Linked DNA regions of Urocitellus parryii: region 2 is linked to region 1. The links are chromatin contacts, called in public Hi-C maps. All regions are on one chromosome and are shown on one strand. Each heading gives the region's core, a stretch centred on a gene start, on an enhancer-like site or on the middle of the called end of the contact. The rest is flanking DNA. Distances are from core to core; before and after follow the strand shown.

Evidence for each region. A called contact is a pair of places that touch in the nucleus more often than the background predicts.
Region 2: a contact with region 1 is called in a Hi-C map of muscle, with 4 times the contacts expected there. The contact joins the promoter of Srp72 here to the promoter of Polr2b in region 1. A contact is called at or near these places in 2 of 2 Hi-C or Micro-C datasets (liver and muscle).

What each region holds. Positions count from the first base shown.
Region 1 is chr10:102,774,670-102,781,870 of mUroPar1.hap1, forward strand. It overlaps Polr2b (RNA polymerase II subunit B), which reads right to left and starts at 4,364. Exons shown (of 25, transcript XM_026385882.2): 1 at 4,228-4,364. The coding sequence starts at 4,246. Noa1 (nitric oxide associated 1) reads left to right here and starts at 4,808. Exons shown (of 6, transcript XM_026386754.2): 1 at 4,808-6,030; 2 at 7,181-7,201. The coding sequence starts at 4,887.
Region 2 is chr10:103,168,367-103,175,567 of mUroPar1.hap1, forward strand. It overlaps Srp72 (signal recognition particle 72), which reads right to left and starts at 2,723. Exons shown (of 19, transcript XM_026385674.2): 1 at 2,593-2,723. The coding sequence starts at 2,701. It also overlaps the pseudogene LOC113181354.

The DNA of each region.
Region 1 (7,201 bases), core at 3,114-5,613:
AATTTATCTATTAAATTAATCATCAAATATTTGAGCATGAGCATCTACTATAGCCCAGGCATTAGAGACACCACCCTCAACAAGATAAATATAGCTGTATCCTTGGGGAGATTATGACTTATTGGGGAAATACAGACAAAGTGAAATCAATAAAGCCCAAATGATGTGGACATTTCTAACCAGGATCTGAAGAAGTCAGGGAAGACATCTCAAAAGCTGAGCTAGCTGGGTGTGGTAGCAGCCCATGTCTGTAAGCTAGCCACTCGGAGGCAGAGGCAGGAGGACCACAAATTCAAGGCCTGCCTCAGCAACTTAGTGAGATCCTAAGCAACTTAATGAGACCCTGTCTCAAAATAAAAAATGAAAAGGGGCCAGGCACGGGGACACATGCCTGTAATTCCAGCAGCTTAGGAAGCTGAGGCAGGAGGATCACAGGTTCAAAGGTAGCCTCAGCAACTTAGTAAAGCCCTGTCTCTAAAAAAATATATATATATATAAAAGGGGTGGGGATGTGGCTCACTGGTTAAGCGACCCTGGGTTCAATCTCTGGTACCAAAAAAAGAAAGCAACTCTGGGTTCAATCCCCATCACCACCAATGTATGAAGGGGGAAAAAAAAAAAAAAAGCTAAGCTAAACACAGACCTCATGTCATGAATGGAACAGTAAATTTGGCAAAAATGAGATTGTGAAGGTAAGGAGTAAAGAAGTATTTCAAGCGGTAAAAAAAGCTTGTGCAAAAGACTCCATAATGAAAGACGTATGGCATATTCATGGAAAGAAGGCCACTAAAGCAGGAGAGTGAAGTTGGAAGGGGAGTGAGACAAATCTGGTTCACACCAACAGAGGTTATGAGAGACCACTCTAAGATTTGAATAGGGGTATGGCTAGATCAGATGTCACTTCTGAAAGATCACTATGCCCAGTGTGCAGAGTAGCTTGGAGAAGACCAGAAGAACACATATCAGGAGTGTTCTTGCCAAGAGCTGGTGGTAGCATGAACAAGAATGTGGCAATGGGGACAAAGAGAAGTGACTCAGATATGACATACTTAGAAGACTCTGATCATCAAAACGTGATGGTTAATTAGATACAAGAGCAACAAACAGGAATTAAAACTGATTCCCAAGGAGTTCAGAGCAGTTATGTGTGCCTCTAATCCCAGTGATTCAGGAGGCTAAGTCAGGAGGATCACTTAAGGACAGGAATTTGGGGCCAGATTCTCTAAAAACAAAAATACAATGCCAAGGCTTCTGACTTCCACAACCAGAAATAAGAGGGTAGTACCATTCACCGAAATGGAAGACACAGAAGGCAAAGGCTTTGGAAGGAGACTGGATAAAAGAACACAGTGACCTCAGTTTAGGCAGGGATGAGTTTAAAGAGCCTGGGTGACATCCCAGATGTCTAATAGTAGTTAGTATGCAGAATATCTGAATTGGGAATACATATCTAAAAGACACACACATACAGGCAGTAACTGAAGTCATAAAAGAATGGATAAGATCACCCAGGAAGAATGTGAATAGTAGAAGAGAATGAGAAGGAAAGTCAAATAGGTAAGAAGAATCAAGTGAAAGTGATGTAGAAGAAGAGATGAGTGAATTTCCAGGAGGAAGTCTGTCAACAATGTTGGATACCACATAGTTATAGATAAGACTTTTTAAATGACACTTTAAATGCCCATCTGATTTATCAACTAAGAAGTCATAAATAATCTAGTAAGAGTTGTTTTAATGTAGCAGCATCAGAAGAATCAGACTAGCATGGGTTAAGGAGACCTGAAAGATGGAAATTGGAAATAAGGCAAAGCTTGGCTGCGATGAGAAAAACAAAATATTGGAAGAAAAAGCAAACAATGAAAAGAGTTTAACTTGTTTTCCTACAAACAAGTGAGATTTGACATTTTCTTTTTTTTTTTAAATATCTTTATTAAACTGAAATATCTTTATTTCATTTTTTTGAGAGAAAGAGAGGAGAGAGAGAGAATTTTAATATTTATTTTTTAGTTTTCGGTGGACACAACATCTTTGTTTGTATGTGGTGCTGAGGATCGAACCCGGGCTGCATACATGCCAGGCGAGTGCGCTACCGCTTGAGCCATATCCCCAGCCCAGATTTGACATTTTCACATAGAAAGAAGCCAGGTTGAAAAGAAGTAGGTGAAAACTAATAAGGATATACCTAATAAAGATTTTGGAGGAAGGTCTGCACAAATCAAAGGTAGACTCACTGCTGTAGTAGCTTTGATAAACTTACTTTCCACAGGATTACTAAACACTGATGAGAATGTAAATTAGTACAATGTAAATTAGTAATGTAAATTGGTCACATGGCACCATCTAAAAATTTTTTTAACACACATATCATTCAACCTGACAATTCTATTATCTAGGAATCTATCCTACAAACATTTGAGAAAACTGATTATGTACAAGATAATTCACTACAGTACTGATTATTAATATCCTTCAATAAGAGACTACTTAAGTTATGGTACATCCATACACACTCAATAGCTTTGGGGTGATGAGAATACTCTCTATGTAGTAATAGGAAAACCCCTACTCATATTACAAAAACCAAAGTGCTGAAAAGTGTGAATGTTACTTTTTTGTTTGTAAAAAGGGGAAAAATAGAACCCAATTTATATTTGCTTAAATATGCATAAAAAAACAAAAAAGTTAAACTTTTTTTTTTTTTAATGGCACTGGGATTGAACCCAAGGCCTCATCCACACTAAGTAAGTGCTCTACCACTGAGCTACATCCCTAGGCCATAAAATAAATGTCAAGAATCTGAGAACAGAACAAGCCAAGCATATAATTATTCTATTCTATTCACCTATAATCCCAGCCACTCCAAAGGCTGAGAATAGGAGGATTGAGAGTTCAAACCCAGCCTCAGCAACTTAGCAAGGCCCTAAGCAACTCAGTGAGACCCTGTCTCTAATATGAAAAAAGGGCTGGGGATGTAGCTCAGTAATTAAGTGCCCCTGGGTTCAATCCCTGGTACCAAAAAAAAAAATCTAAAAACAGTATCACCTGTGGAGAGGGTTCAAACTGGGCAGATGGAAAACAAAAATGAGACCTGATACTTTTCAACACTCAGCTTGTGAGTGATGAGAATATATTATCCACTCAAAAAAGTAAGCTATAAAAAAACTTCTCTTGAATTTTTCTTCCACTGAGATAGTAGTTAAAAAGCAGAGAATATAAGATTTCTGGACAAAAGCTATAAATGAGACTGAGATGTTTCAGCAACTTTAAAAGTTTAAGTTTTTGCTTCTATTTTCTTTATGAGGTGGCTAAGAGAATGAGAAATGTGAGAGGCGGCCAGAGAATTGGGAGCTTAAAAGAGAAAAGAGAAAAAAAAAGAAATCTGAAATAATAGAAGTGGAGACGGGAGAGGGAACTTTAAAAATACATTCAAAGACAGGTGTGGTGGTGCACTCCACGAAGCCCAGTGACACAAGAGGCTGAGGCAGGAAGACCTCAAGTTCAAAGCCAGCCTCAGCAAGTTAGTGAGGCCCCAGACAACTTTATGAGACCCTGCCTCAAAATAAAAAACGGCTGGGGACTTGGCTCAATGACTAAACCATGGACACCCCATCCCAGGTACCAAAAGGAAGAAAAAAAATACATTAGGCATGACTAAGAATAACATATGTGAAAAGTAAAAAGATAAATTGGCCCTGTTCAGCGGAATACATATAACCTGAGAACTATGTTATCCTGTGGGAGATTTAAAGGCCATTTTTTAAAGCAATTTACTTAAAGACTAATAGACAAGAAGGAAAGCCAAACTAGACCAACCCTCCCCCTCCAAAATCCTTTGTCCCCGCTGTATTTCCAGAGCCTAATACAATGTGAGGCATAAGACTGGTGCTCAAAAATCCAGCTATTCAATAAATCGACTGCGACCTTTAGGAAAACTGAAAGGCAGAGGGGAGATCCTTCAAGTTCAAATATGAAAGGTGATATCAGATTGGACAGAAGGAGACGGTGGAAAGGACCAGAACAAACCCGACTGGAAACATGAACACACGTTCCCTGACCCTGCGCCTCCCGCAAGCCCAGCTTGGTTCCGGGCCTGGGGTGCGTGGGGAACACGACAAGGGGCTGCCTGCGGCGGACGAGGGAGAGAGCCTCAAAACTCCCTCCACCCAGTAACCCCCGTTTCCCTTCTTAAATGAGTCGCCGCGAAATGTGTTTTGAGTGTTCACCTACCCTCGTCTGCGTCATACATATTGGCAGAAGGCTTTGGAGCTCCTAACTCGAGAAATCAAAGATAGGCGCACAACCGCCACCTGTACCCGCAGCGAGAAGCGAAGTAATTTCCGTCTCCGGAATTCCCAGAATGCTCTGCGTGCCGCAGCAAAGGCCGCCCGCAAACGCCAACGTAAGATTTGCGCCTGCGCGGACAGTAGGGTGAAGTTTAGCCGAGGAGAGTTGCTGGCGAGCAGATTGTGTTAAGAGGATAGCTCGTTTAGGCCAAGAGTTGGTTGCTGCGGGTCAAAGCTTTCGGTCTGTTTTGTTTTTCACTGTAGTTGCACAAACAATGACACCCGAAAAACAATCAGTGTATTAATGAAAGGTTTTGGTTGTGGACGTGAGTCCGCAGCATTCTATGCCAATTTTCTGCACTTCTAAAGACAAAATGTGATTTATTAAGGACGACTTGTGGCACGTCGTGCTTGACGGTACCTTGTTCACTTTAAGTGGGCTCTAAGGCCTCAGAGTTTCATCGCGAGAACTCACGGGGTTTTACGCGTGGTGGACATTTCCCAAGTACCCCCGGGCTTGGGTCTCGGGTTTCCCGCGGGTCTGGAACCCTGGGACACGCCTGCGCTCGTGGCTCCGCCCGGCTCTTGGTGGCGCCCTTCCCCATGCTGCCCATAAGCCTGGCGCATAGGCTGCTGTGGCGCTTCTTGCAGGGATTGTCGCCCGCCGGAACGCGCCATGGCCTCCGGGATCCGATCCTGGAGAGGAGATGCGCAGCTGCCTTCTTCCAGTACCCATCCCTCCTGGGACGTGGGCTTCCTCGTGGCCCCTCGGCCACTGGGAACTACAAAGAAACCACTGACACGGAGGAGCATTTTGTGTTCCCGGAATATGTCCCGAAGCCCCCGAGGGCACCGAGTCCGGAGGAGCAGTTGCGTAAGGTGCTGCAGCTGCAGCAGGAGAAAGAACGACAACAGGATCAGCGGAAGGAGGAACGACTCCAGCAGAAGGTACGGGCCAGCCGCCGCCCGCGCCCGATCGTAGAACTCCCGGACCCGACGGTGCCTCCTAGCGGCCTGAACTGCACGGGCTGCGGGGCGGAGCTGCACTGCCAGGACCCCGGCAAGCCCGGCTACCTCCCCAGCGAGAAGTTCTCCAGCGTGGCCCAGGCGGACGGCGGACCTGTGCGGCTCGTGTGCCAGCGCTGCTGGCTGCTGGTGCACCACCGGCGCGCCCTGCGCGTGCAGGTGAGTCGCGAACAGTACTTGGAACTGGTGAGCGCCGCGCTGCGGCGGCCTGGGCCAGCCCTGGTGTTGTACATGGTAGACCTGCTCGACTTGCCCGACGCCCTGCTGTCCGACTTGCCCAAGCTGGTGGGTGCCAAGCAGCTAATCGTGCTGGGGAACAAAGTGGACCTGCTCCCTCAGGATTCTCCCGGCTACCGGCAGCGACTCCGAAACAGGCTGTGGGACGACTGCATCCGTGCCGGACTCCTGCCGGCCCCTGGCCACCGAGGACCACAGCAGTCCAGCGAGGACAAGCCAGGGGACGCGGAGGAGAATTCGAATCCGTCGGCCTGGTCGCGCACGGTGGTCAGGGACGTAAGGCTGATCAGCGCCAAGACTGGCTATGGAATTGAAGAATTGATCTCCGCACTTCAGCGCTCCTGGCGTTACCGTGGCGATGTCTACCTGGTGGGCGCCACCAACTCTGGCAAGTCCACTCTTTTTAACACACTCCTGGAGTCTGATTACTGCACCGCAAAGGGCACCGAGGCCATCGACAGGGCCACCATCTCCCCTTGGCCAGGTGAGGCTTAGGAGGCTCCCATGCTGAGAAATTGGACATCTGGTCGTGGCACAGGCACCTACTGTTTCTTTGCTTAACGACCAAGTTAGACTGCATGGAGGCTTCCATTTAAAAATCCTCTCATTTGTTACACCCCTCTTCTGTATCACCTTACTGCGTCGAAATTAAGTATATGTTGTTTTCAAACAGAAAACACACCAGGGAACAAACAAAGCAAAGTTCCCACTGTCTTGGAGATTTCCCTTCCAGTTTATTTTCTTTGAATGTTTTTCTTGAAAATTGTGCTTCCTTTTTTTTTTTTTTTTACCGCTCTCCACCCCTCAGTGTTACTGTTCACATCCTGAATTTATTCTTGACACCATACATACATAACATCTGAATAATTCGTTAATGCAATATGGTGTTTGGCTTTGTTTTGTGACTTTAAGAAACTTCTGTGATGGGAAACTGATTTCTTCTATGACCCTCTTCATTATTTAAGTTCACAAAACTAACTTCCCCATTTGTTCCCTTGAAACCAGGGTTTAACTGCATTTGGTTAGAGCTTTTTGTTTTGTTTTGTGTTTTTGTTTTTTGCTTTTTTGTTTTGATACCAGAGATTGAACCCAAGGTGCTTTACCACTGAACCACATCCCTGGCCCTTTATTTTTTATTTTGAAACTGGGTCTCACTAAGTTGCTAAGGCTGGCTTTAGCAAGTAGCAGAGTCCTTGTCTCTAAAGGGTCTCTTTTCCAGAAGAAGGAAATTTCCTTCTGCCTTGGCCTTCCGCAAGGTTGTGATTACAAGCATGTGCCACCATGCCTTTCCTGGCCCACTGTTCTCTATCTTGCACTTTCAGTTGAAATATACTCAGAACTCTCTACAGCCATGTCATTTTGAATGTACCAAATCTCATCTGACTTATACACAGAATTGTTTTTGTACTGGATAGCCGTGTGGAAATGGGAATAATCAGGTTCCAGATTTTGGATTCAAATCTGGGTTAGCCTTTGAGCCCATCTTTAAGATGATTTCCTCATTTAAAGTGACAATAATTTTATAGAGGATTGTCATTGAGGGAGATGAATCACAGCCAACATAATGTAGATCCTAAGAAATGTTCATTTTCCTCCCCTTGATCCCTTTTCTGAAAACACTATTGTTATTTCAGGTACCACATTAAACCTTCTGA
Region 2 (7,201 bases), core at 1,473-3,972, 390 kb after region 1:
TCAGCATCACATATAAGTAAATAAAGATACTGTATGTTAAAAAAAAAAATCCATTCCCTTTTCACACTTTTACCAAGTTTTCTGATCCCTGCCTCAAAGATGAGGTATTTCCAATTTTATTGTAATGGAAATGATGTTAAAACAGTTAAAAAAAAAAAGTGATTGTCATCTGTAACTTAAATGACAAAAAAGAAGTTATGGAGGGTTGGGGATGCAGGCTCAGTGGCGGAGCACTTGCCTAGCATGTGTAAGGTACTGGATTCGATCCTTAGCACCACATATAAATAAATAAATAAAATAAAGGCACTCTGTACATCTACAACTACAAAAAATTTAAGAAAGAGAAGAAGTTATCAATCAGACTTAATTATTGAGAAAGATATTCATGAGGCATGTGCCAAAAAAGTGCAGTAAAATAAAGCAGCAAGAAGGAAGCTATTTCTACAGTTTCTTCGTCTTGGGACCCATGCTGCATCCTATATATTTCATTACTTCACAGGGAAAGAATAATTTCATGTAGAATTAGGTATAGTGCAAGCTCGCCCCAAGGTTTTTTTTTTTTTTTTGGTACCAGAGATTGAACCCAGGGGCCATTAACCACTAAGCCACATCCCCAGTGTTTATTTTTTATTTTGATATATGGTCTCACTAAGTTGCTCAGGGCCTGGCTAAGTTGGGGCTGGTTTTGAACTTTTTGATCCTCCTGCCTCAGCCTCCTGAGCTGCTGGCATTAGGAGCATGAGTCACCGTACCAGCATCCCTAGATGTCTTAAAGTCTTGGGAAAATAATTTAATAACCAAATCGGTTTTTCTGATATACAGAATGAGCATGAGAACATAACTTATATTACAAGGTTATCAAGAACATGAAATGAGCCAGGTGTGATGCTCATGCCTGTAACTCCAGTGACTTTGGAGGCTGAGGCAGAAGAATGGCAAGTTTGAGGCCAGTCTCAACAACTTAGGAAGACCCTATCTCAAAATAAAAAAATAAGAGGCTGAGGCAGGAGATTGTGAGTTCAAAGCTACCCTCACCAATGGCAAGGTGAGACCCTGTCTCTAAACAAAATACAAAATAGGCCTGGGAATGTGACTCAGTGGTTGAGTGCCCCTGAGTTCAATCCCTGGTACCAAATAAATAAATAAATAAATAAAGCTGGAGATGCAGTTCAGTGGTAAAGAACCCCTGGGTCCAATCCCCAATACAAACAAACAAATAAACAAAAACCAACAAAATGAGAATAGTTTGGAAAAATCTTACAAGTTATAAAGTACCATAAGAACACAAATTTACCTTGTTGGCAATGTTCCCCCAAACCATTCAAGATTCCCCTTATTTACTAAGGTGACTAAAAAGAAGTAGAAAAAAGGACTCAGGTGACCTAGTTTCAATGCCACAGCGTTTACTCTCATAATTGCCTGTCATTCCTGGGCAACTAGGAGTTCAATTTTCAATCTAAGATCCAAGGAATTTCTAGCAGTTAATATATTCCTCCAAACAAACTGTCAGCCTTTGCTGATGAAATAATTTTTGCAGAATAACTTACTACCCTGCCATTAAGTGTAGAGTGTTAGTTGTGAACCTAGCCAAAGGTTAAGTTTAGGAATCAAATAAAAAAAAAAATATCAGTAGATATTTTTCCCAATGTCGGAAATCACCAAAAGTGCACTGTGAGCACTCATCACTACTTTTCACACCAACTCAGCAATAGGTTGTGGTAAATTATTTTTACAGCCTTGTATGATACTACCACACCTTTTATGTTACTACTGCTCTACAAAGCTAAACTGTTTTAGTAACTACATTTCCAAATCTAACATATACAGGGTGCACCTTCAGTAGAGAAGACTGAAAACATTAAAATATACTTTCAATACTATACTGTAGTTATGTAGTAAAGAATAAAATTTAATGAGTCGCTCACAATGAAGGCTGTAAAAATTTGCAGTGATCGCTTAAGTGGGGGTAGGGAGGTGGGGGTGGGAACAGGCCAAACTTTTCTTCCGACATTATTTCAAACGTTGGTACTTTCGCATACCCATTTTCTGGTTAAATGGCATTGGTGAGATTCTATGTGGGAATGACGGGCCTGACCTGAAGACCAGCCCTTCTCAGGTTGAATTCGTACAGCTTCCACCTTGTCAGCGCCAGCATGTCAATTACGTGTCCCAAGCAGCTTCCTTCCTCCGCCCAGGCCCAAGAGATCAAGCACCCTGAACAACACTTGATCCCTCAATTCAAGAGGAAAAGCCAAAGGAAAGGTGAAGTGTTTTCGAAATAAGGCAACAGAGGACTCAATAAGAAAACAGTTCGAAAGAGGCTCCAGGACCCGCGGTCTCTTTAAATCCCTCTCCTGCGTCCCGCGGGGTGGGTAGAGAGAAGTACACGTGGCTCTAAGCAACCGAGGACCCCCCAGTTGCCCGGTTGGCGCCGAGAGGCTGCGATCCGCACCCTCCAGGCGCTGGGTCAGTGTCAGGAGAACGCTAGGGTCTCCCGCTGCGCGCGTCTACCCGGAGGTGGTCGCGCGCGCCGGAAACAGGTGGCATCCTCCCGCCGGCTCAGGCCCGCCCCAGCCTCCGCCCCACACTTACTCTTGTTGACGGTCTTGAGAGCGCGCGTGAAGTCGCCGTTCTGGCCGTAACGGTTCACTTCACTCCACAGCGCAGGCACTGAAACCCCCCCGCTGCCGCCGCTCGCCATCTTGGAGGAGACGCGGGGAAGGGCGGGGCGACCTCTGCCCCGGAAGAGGATCCCCCAGTCGGCCGCGCAGAGGGGAAGTTGGTGGTTGCTAAGCGGCGCGAAGTGAGGAGTATTGCTCCCCTTGCGTTAGCGTCGAAACCGTAATCTTCCAGTGTCGTGGCGAAAATTTCGCATGCATACAGTCGATATACCTTACCCCAAGGTGGTCCTGAGTGAGGAAGTGCAGGAGCCGGGAGGGGGTTTCGAAGGGGTTCACCAAATAGTTTCAGTTTCAGCGTGCATTTATAGGGCGACCGACGTGGGCCAAGTGTGGCAGGGGTGACGGTCGGCCAGAAATAAGTCTGCAAGGTGGTAACTAATAGAAACATTTGATTGAATGGCCTACTCTGCAGACATTTGTCCTGTCCGTCCTTCACAACTCCTGTCACTCTCTTCCTCCAACCACCTAGCTAACTCTTTTGTCCTAACGAATCTAGGTTAAAATTGCTTCTTTGAGGAAATTTTGGGCTTGCAGAGTGGGCAACCTTATGGCTGCATTCTCTAAAGCTTTGTGTGCGGTGCAGATTAAATTTGCAAGCTACTAGACAAGCGCTGCACCGTTGAACTACACCCTCTGCTCAAGGCTCCACCTGCAGCACTGATCATTCTTTAAGGACTCTCACTCTGAGAGGTAGAGACCATATTTACTTTGCTTATACTACTGTATCCGTAGGATCTGACACCACTCCGTACTTTTTGTGAGTACCTTATTTGGTTGGTACTCAAGTTTATTTATTTATTTATTTTGTACCAGAGATTGAACCCAGGGGCGCTTAACCACTGAGCCACATCCCCTGCCCTTTTTGTATTGAGACAGGGTCTCCCTAAGTTGTTTAGGACTTCACTAAGTTACTGAGGCCCTCTTTGAACGTATGATCCTGCTGCTTTAGCCTTCTGCTGGGATTACAGGCGAGCGCCACCACACCCAGCATCAATTTTTAAATTTAATGAGATTTGCTTTATCTTTCTTACTTAATCTGTCAATTTGTTAAGGGCAAGTATGGACAGCAACTGGCTACGCTGTATGATGTCTGCCACATTTCATGTAAAAACCATGAGAAGAGTTTGGGACTTTCACTGACTCTGGAATTATCATAGGTTTCAAGCCAATTGTGCCTAGATATCAAGGGTATTATCCCAGATGATATTTGGTATACTCAAAATTGTGTGTTAGTTTTTCAGAGAAAATGTAGATTACACTGGATTTTCCAAAGGTGTTTATGCCCCCCTTCATAAGTCACTGTTTAGTAGTGCTTTTATAACTTACTGACTTTATATAAGAATTGGCAGTATAAGTCTGATCTGATTCACCTTGTAGATTCTACAAATGGCTGAAAAGTCCTGGATTTCTATTTCTTCTTATTTTAATGGGAGTTTTGTGGCAAACAGGATACATATATGTAGGTTTAATCTGCTATTTTTTTAGACAGTCTTCCAAACCAGAGTGATCAAATACATGATTTTATGTCTTACATTGTAGAGGATGGGAAGTCCAAGCTAAAAATACCAAGAGATTTGGTGTCTGGTAAGGCTGCTAAGGCTCCTTCTGTTGGGTGCAAAATTGATCTTATCTAGCTGTGTCCTCACGTGGTAGAAAGGAATTAATTTTTAGTATATATCTGATTCCACTCCTATCTTCTTGATAAACTCCTAACTAGGAAGCCCAACATGTGAGGTCCATTGTGATCGGGCTTACCAACCCACATAGGTCTTTTGTTACTGTTAGTCAGCGTTCCATCATGGTGACAAAACACCTGAAATAATCAACTTACAAAGAGTAAGCATTTATTTTGGCTTTTGGTTGTCTGTTGCTTTTGGGCCTGTGGCAAGGCATTACTCCATGGTGTAGAGTGTGTGGCGGAACAAAGTTGCTCACCTCATGGTAGCTGGAAGGAGAGGAAGAGAGAGAAAGAGAAAACCAGGGTCCCAACATCTTCTTCAAGGACATGCCCCAGTGACCTTACTTCCTTCCATGAACACCTCCAGAAGGTTTTACCACCTCCCAGTGGTTGGCTGGTAGCCAAGCCTTTATTAGAAGGACATCCAAGATCCAAACTGGGTATGCACTTGGTACCGGCTTATATGCTATACTCCTCTAGTATTAGGTTATGTGTTGGTCCATGTTCCATACCTCTGGGAATTTACACTTTATCTACTGGAGTATTTCACTGCCTTTTGTTTTTTGTTTTTTTTTTTTTTGTTTTTTTGTTAGTTTGTTTTTAATCTGTTCAAACAGAAACTAAGGATTTTCCCTTGTTTCTTTCTAAATGCTATAGTCTTGGTCATTGATGGTACTCATCACTGAGTCCTGTTTTCCAAACACATCCTAAGACTTCCTGGGTTTGGCTCCCCGTCAGCCAGGACAATAGTTTATGATACAGGCTAGTCTGCATCATCGTGTTCAGTCTTGATAACAACTCAGGGCTCTGCAATGTGCAGGAAGGATGGGGGTGAACAGCAACAACCGCAACAACTGCAGAATATTCAAGAACTAACCCATAGTGTAACTGCTCCTGCTATTTCTGGTCTTCCATATCAGCCAGTAGATCTGATAGCACAGGGTAGAACAAAGCTAGACCAATTTTAGAAAAGAAACCATAGCCACTTCCAAATTGCTCCCATGTCCACCTGTTTCATCCACCTTAGTTTCTGCCTATTCACTGCCTTTTGTATATGCAACTGGTATGCATTACTTTAGTTGTTTAGGTATACAACTAACAATAAAGAAGACAACCCAGCTGGGTGCGGTGGCTCCTAGCTGTAATCTCAGTGGCGAGGGAGGCTGAGGTAGGAGAGTCATGAGTTCAAAGCCAGCCTCAGGAAAAGTGAGGTGTTAAGCAATTCAGTGAGACCCTGTCTCTAAACAAAATTCAAAATTGGGCTGGGGATGTGGCTCAGTGGTTGAATACCCCTAAATTCAATCCCCAGTACCCACCTTACCCCCAAAAAAGAAGACAACCTGCTATACTGAGGGAACATATTTTCCATTTGGGAGACGTAGTAAATAAACAAATATATACTGTACTGGGGGGGGGGTACTAAGTTCTATGAAGAAAATGAAGGAAAAGCAAGAGAGAGTGGAAGTAGATTGTGAGGAATGAAGAGTCCCTCTTTTTCATTAACAGTGTATCTTTTTTCTTTAGCACTCTAACAGTCCCTCTTCCTTTGTGTATTCATAGTCCCCTATCCTTATTCCATGTTGAGTACTTAACAGAATGTTTTGAAATTATCTGTCTCTGGAAGACTCTGGGACTTACTGTGGGCAGAAATCAGATCTTGTTCAACACTGCTTTTCCGGTACATGTTATAGGGTTGAGGCTCTCCACAGAAACAGATGTGGGAGATGTTTAGAAATACTTTAATTATGAGGGATTGGCTCAGCAATTATGGAGGCTGAGAAGTCATATAATCTGCCCTCTGTCTGCATACTAGAGACACAGGAAAGCCAATATTTAAGTTTTCCACCTGCAATAAAAATTCCCCTTCCTCCTGGGCCCTCAGTAGCTTGGACTATTCCTGTCCACATTGATGAGAGCAATTGTTTTCTTAACCACTCTACTTATTCAATTGTTAATCCCTTCCGGAAACATCTTCAGGGACATACCAGAAATGTTTTATCAGCTACCTAAACCCCAGATCCAGCCCTTTTTATTTATGAGACAGCGTCTCAGTAAATTGCTTAGGACCTCACTAAATTGCTGAGGTTGGCTTTGAACTGGTGATCTTCCTGAGTTGCTGAGATTACGGATGTATGCCACCACACTGTTTTATGATTTTAAAAAAGCTTTCATGCACAGTATCTGATGTTATCATCTCACCAATTCTGCAAAGCAAGCTGAAGAGGTATTCAGTTCCAACTTACAAAAAAGAGTAATGTGCTCAAAAATATTTTAATTTTCATTATCATAATATGAGATTAACTCCAAGTAGTTGAGATATGGGAGACTTGAGTACAAAAACACTATTAAAAAAGTATTTTCATGGCTTTCTATGGAGTGCTGGTCTAAAATGGCATAGTTCATGGATGCTCCATGACACATACTGTACATACTGTACTTCTTTCATATTTTCAGAAACTAAATCAGCTGTTGAGAATATTGAAGTAAGGCTAATTTTCAGAGTGAATTAATTCTATTCATATTAGCTTTTACACACACTGCCAAATAGATTTTATATTATCTAATTCTCATATCCTTTGTAGTTGAGTTTCAAAAGGCATTAAAGCAAAAACAGGGCTAGGGCTGTAGCTCAGTGGTAGAGCACTTGCCTCACCACATAAAACATAAATAAATTAAAATAAAGATTTCACTCTCCCCTTCAAAATACTCTATTTACTCTTTGCGGCGGCTGCATGAGAGCAGAGTCCGAGCTGCGGCGGCGCGAGTCATGGCTGGACAAGCATTTAGGAAGTTTCTTCCACTTTTTGACCGAGTATTGGTCGAAAGGAGTGCAGCCAAAACT